2 separate regions of the Cricetulus griseus genome follow, and region 2 is linked to region 1. Evidence: chromatin contacts called from public Hi-C data. All regions are on one chromosome and are shown on one strand. Each heading gives the region's core, a stretch centred on a gene start, on an enhancer-like site or on the middle of the called end of the contact. The rest is flanking DNA. Distances are from core to core; before and after follow the strand shown. Region 1 overlaps Sh3bgrl (SH3 domain-binding glutamic acid-rich-like protein). Region 2 holds the start of Sh3bgrl (SH3 domain-binding glutamic acid-rich-like protein).

What was found. Hi-C and Micro-C count contacts between places; a contact is called where the count stands out from the background.
Region 2: a Hi-C map of liver shows a contact between it and region 1, with 1.8 times the contacts expected there. The contact joins the promoter of Sh3bgrl here to the enhancer-like site in region 1. A contact is called at or near these places in 2 of 8 Hi-C or Micro-C datasets (the CHO-K1 cell line and liver).

What each region holds. Positions count from the first base shown.
Region 1 is chrX:62,173,810-62,176,512 of CriGri-PICRH-1.0, reverse strand. All of the region lies in intron 1 of Sh3bgrl (SH3 domain-binding glutamic acid-rich-like protein), which reads left to right. Among named protein-coding and RNA genes, the nearest start is that of Sh3bgrl, 50 kb to the left of the region's middle. Within about 2 kb of position 1,307, at least 1 of the 6 cell types and tissues checked has open chromatin away from gene starts, as enhancers often do. A contact at or near this core is called in the CHO-K1 cell line, where this site is marked.
Region 2 is chrX:62,223,472-62,226,174 of CriGri-PICRH-1.0, reverse strand. It overlaps Sh3bgrl (SH3 domain-binding glutamic acid-rich-like protein), which reads left to right and starts at 1,347. Exons shown (of 4, transcript XM_027432832.2): 1 at 1,347-1,569. The coding sequence starts at 1,525.

The DNA of each region.
Region 1 (2,703 bases), core at 58-2,557:
TTGCCTTTCAGATATTTTTATCTAAAAAATTTTCATTAATCTTTTAAGTTAGTATATAGTATAATTGGCTTCATTATGCTTTCATGCATAATTGGTGACTATGTTTCTCATTTCTCTTCCTCTTCACCTTGCCTGTAGTCTTCTTGACAGTGTCTTTCTGTGTCCCACAAAGTCCTGAGCTCTTGTGCCACATGTTTTCTCATTCTTCCCCCACTCTTTGTCTTTCTTTTAATATCTCGTCTTCCTTTTTCATGGTTCCCACACTAGTAATATGATCCACACATGCACATATACACACATTTAAATTTAAACTTCATACATGGGAGAAAACATGCAGCATTTACCTTTCTGGTTTTTGTATTTTGCTTAGCATAATGATTTCTAGTTCCATCCATTTTTCGGAGAGTGTCATTTGTTTTTCCTCATAGATGAATAATTCTGTTATATGTATGTACTGTAGTTTTTTATATCATATATTGATGAACCTCTAGACGGGTTCTGTTTCCTAGTACTTCTGAAAAGAGCAGAAGTGAGTGGATGGCAACGGTTGGATGGGTGTACCTTAAATTCACTCCAGTAGTTATTGCTTATATTTGTTAGCTGATAAGTAGTCATGAGAGGTTTAGATTTCCACACACCACAGAATTGAGCAATACAGAGCATAGTCTTTGGCTACATGCAGTCAAGTCTTATTTGGTAGTTCAAACTACTCTTTACTGGTAGTTCATTTTTTTTTTCATCATAGAGACTGCCTGTCTCCTTAGACAGGATTTTATATAGTCCACACAAGCCTCAAACTGACATAGCTCTCAGGCTGCCCTTGAACTCCAAAGCTTCTTTCTCCTGAGTGTCAGGATTACAGGCATGTACTGCCATGCCTGGCTTAGATACAATTTGTTTATCAAAAGAAGGTACTAATGCCAACATTACCAAACTCTTTTAAAGACTAAAAGGTAATGTTATACGTCACACACTGTGCATAGTATATAGTAGCCACTCGATAAATGCAAGACTAGCATCATTATAGTGGTGATACTGCTTAACTTCAGCACAGAAAATGAACTTATATGTTTGAGAGTTTAAGTTCTTGTAATTTGGGGCACAGACTGAACATTCTCAGAAAGCAAGTGCATGCTGACAACGTTTTGAGAGTGTTTTGTTATCAGAAATCAGCACTTAGGAGGCACAAAAATTAAAAGGTGTCTTTTAATACTTGTGCTTTGTAGGTAGCTGAGTATGTCTAAAGACTTGTCACTGAACCTTGCCTTTGTTGACAAAGTTAGTAAGAAACGAGGAGAAAAGCAATGTCTCAAGTGAGCAATGGGATGCAGTAGTCACTGTTTCCTACGTGTGACTCATTCCCTGTCTGTTACCACCTAGAAGACATTAAAATGGAGCTTTCTAGCTATCTTCATGATTCCTGGTCACATTAAGCCATGAAAATATGTTAGTACAATAAAAACACGTTACTCGGCTCAAATATTCATTTAGCCATTTATTACCTGACATGTGGCCTCTGTCCTTCTCTTATGGCACAGCCTACTCTGCTCCTGCCTACCTGTCTTCACTTTTCCAGCATTATAATATAAAGCATACTAATTGTATGTATTTAGTTAAGTAGTTGGGCATCGTCCCATCACTTGTCTTTAGCCCACTGAAGGATTTTCACTGACTGCCTTAGTGATGGGGTACAGTTTTCTGGCTTTATATTTCTTTACTTCTCATCATCTGTGTTTGGTCTTGACGTAGCTTCTGGCTGTCTCCACATTCTTTGTGGTCTGGGTTTCTATCAAGTAGTCACTTGGCCAGTATTAATTGCCTCTTATTTATGTATCTGATTGAGAACATTAACAGTCACGTCAAGGGCACAGTCTTTATAATCATTCTGTATGGACTTCTTTGTGCCCCATGCGGACAATGTCCTGTGTCTTGGGCCCCATGAAAGAGCACATGTGCTGGGTGTAGGAGAAATGATCCAGAAGGCTGCTTTGGAATTGGAGCAAAGAAATTGAGCAAGACTTTCATTCAGTATTAGGTGGAGGGAATGGACATTGCTGAGAGCAGTAACAGGAAGAGCAATGCTGAGTGTCCTGTAAACATTCTATTGTCTCTTACTGTGCAATATGAAGGCCATCTGCTTCTGAAATCTTGGAAAGCCATATTCAAAATTGTATTTATGAGTGGTGTAGACTTATTAGATTGGGATCCATGTGAATGTGATTCACCTTTTTGTCCTTTTGTGTTTTGAACATCAGGTACACCGTGAAAAAAAATCAATTAGCTAAATTAGTCACACACGCATGTGCATGTACATGTACACACACACACAACACACACACACACAGACACACACACACACACACACACACACACACACACACACGGAGGGAGGGAGGGAGAGAAAGAGAGAGAGAGAGAGAGAGAGAGAGAGAGAGAGAGAGAGAGGACTTGAGAAAACTAGGCCATGTCTTAAAGGGCTGAAAACAGTATCATTTTGAGAACTAGTAGTGGCTTTCTAAAAGAGGTGTCCATGTTTGGAGTTGGTGTTGGTTTGAGGAACAAGTTGAGGTATAATACATAGGTTGGTAAGACAAAAGTAAAGAAATTACTCTAAATCAACTCCAGTAAGCCATGTGGTGGTGGTGATGCCAGTGCTGGCAGTGGTATATGTAACCAACAGAGGCCAAAAAATTAGAGTAACAG
Region 2 (2,703 bases), core at 98-2,597, 50 kb before region 1:
GTGTGTGTTTCTGTATGTGTTTCTCTCTCTGTCTCTCTGTCTCTCTCTGTCTCTCTCTCTCCCTCTCTCTCTCTCTCTCTCTCTCTCTCTCTCTCTCTCTCTCTCTCTCTCTCTCTGTGTGTGTGTGTGTGTGTGTGTGTGTAGTACTAGAGATCCAACCTTGGGGCTCCATTTCTCTAAGGTATCGACAAGGCCTACCAGATTATCTGCTAATGCCACTATTCAGTTTTCTAGGAATAATTATTTACATTCAATAGTTTATATGCTAGATAGAAATATTTTGTTCTTTCTGTTCCTTTTTTCCATTATTTTAAGAGTCCAAACAATTAATATAGAACTCCAAAAGGAGAGTTGTACAGCAATAATGTAAAAGAAACTATAGATTTTTCAACATCATGATTATGATTTTGATTTATAGTTATAAAAATTTTCCTTGGCATAGTGCTCTGGGTAGTAAAATGAAGAGTAGCTGTGATGTTGATAATGAGTATGGTGGCTAGATTACTCTAATTTACTGTACTTGATAATTTGTAGAAAGTCTTTTTGTTTGCTTTTGGTTTTTTATAGTCTCACTCTTTAGCATAGTCGAGCTTCTAATTCCAGGCAATCATGTCTCACCTCCAAAGTGCAGAGATTACAGGTATGAAACACGAAGGGCACAAAGTTCGTTCTAAGTATTTACTGATGATTTTCTTCCTGCAATTTCCTACTTCATTCCAGAGTTGTTTATTATTTTTTTTTCTCTACAATTTCCTCCTTCATTCTAGAATTCTTGATTATATCTCCTGCAAATTCCCACTAAAGGATTGTTTCCTATTTTAACAAAAGCCCAGACAAAAAGAAGACTTATTCTGCTCTTTCCGGTTTAGGGAAACTTGAAACTTCTCTCCAGCCCTCCTCCACATCGCACAACATTTCAGAACACACCGAATTCCTGCAACCAACTAAGGTTAAAAAAATCGCTCACTTCATTATAGGCGTCTTAAAATACACAAGGCTTTGATAACGTGGTTTTAAAAAAATTAAACTAGTGTTTGGATTCAACACAAAGCTAGCTTTCAACTATGTTATTTGCATACATTTCTGAGCAGGAAGTAACACTCAAAACTTCTGTTGTACATGGGAAAGGGTCCTTTATTCTAACCTAGTGCAATTCAGGGATCCCCGCCCCCCTACTCCTTCTTTTATTTCTCCCTCGCCCCCTTCCAGGAGAGGGAATAGTCAAAAAGAATTGTTTTAACAGATCTCGCGGTGCTGTTCGAGATCCTGTGTTTTAAAAAAACAATTTAGAAATGATGCAAATGAGCCTGAGCCTTCCGGGGTTTGGGGCTGGGACTGCAGTGCTGGAAGCTCATTGAAAGCAGCCACTGGTGGAGGCGGGGCTCTGGCCAGTTCCCCTTCCACCTTCCCCCACCCTCCTCTTCCAACCTCTGTTTGGCCCCTTGCTCTGTTCCAGCGTTGCTGCAGCTGTTTCTCAGCCCTTTTCAACACTCCAGCGACCGACCACAAGCTCTTGTTTCCAGGATGGTGATCCGTGTATATATTGCATCTTCTTCTGGCTCTACGGCGGTAAGGAGAGTGGGAGCCCACCTTTGTTGTTTTCCAACACACTAGATCTCTCTGCCCCAGAACCGTTAAATTGCAGAAGTTACACTGGAAGCTTCTCCTTAGAAGACGCAAGCATCGCCCACTACACCCCCTCTTTCCTTTCTTCCTTTGTTGCGTCGATTTCATTTCTTTTTTCGTGGAGTTAGCTTTGTTTGCCTTCAGACATTAGTGCCATATTTCATTTCTAAAAGAAAAGGAAAACTACCGAGTTTAGGTAGATGGAAGGAGATAACTGGTTTATAGATTTCACGGTTAGGTGAAGTCAAGTAAAATAAAATAAAATAAAATAAAAAACCCAGTGGCTTTCAGGCTATCAAGGCAATTAACAAATATGCTCTCAGTACCGAGTTCAGGGGAAGCATTGCATTCCTGTAAAGGATGGGGGTACTGCTGGGGAGGGAGTGGAAGACTCCTGAGATACTGAGATTATTGTGAAACTACTGTATTGGAATTATTTTGAGAGCATGTAGGCAGGGCATAGAACATTAAAAGAAAATAGAAAGTCAGGAACAATGATACAAATGATTTTTTGTTTCTTCTTCTTCTTCTTCTTCTTCTTCTTCTTCTTCTTCTTCTTCTTCTTCTTCTTCTTCCTCTTCCTTCTCCTCCTCCTCCTCCTCATCCTCCTCGTCCTCCTCCCCCTCCTCCTCCTCCCCTCTCCTCCCTCCCCCCTCCTCCTCCTCGTCCTTGTCCTCCTCCTCCCCCTCCTCGTCCTCCTCCTCCTCCTCCACCTCCTCCTTCCCCTTCTCCTCCTCCTCCTTCTCCTTTTTTGGTGTGTGTGTGTGTTTATTTAATGTAGTGTGGGGCATGCCCTCCCCCATATCGATTCTTATTTTGACTTTTTCTTTTCCTTCAAAAGGTTTTCCTTCTAAAACCCACTACTTTAAGACTGGAGAAAGGACATATGGCACCTGAGTTGCTACCCCTTCATAGGATAGAATTTTCTTCCTTGATCCATTTGCCAATTGTTAACTTAGCATAAGAGTTTCTAGCATGTCTGTGGAGGATTGGGTAAACTGAGGTGAAAGCTGAATGCATACTCATGGTAAATAAAGAGCCTCTGTTCGTGCAACCCCAGGAGGAAAAATAGGCCAG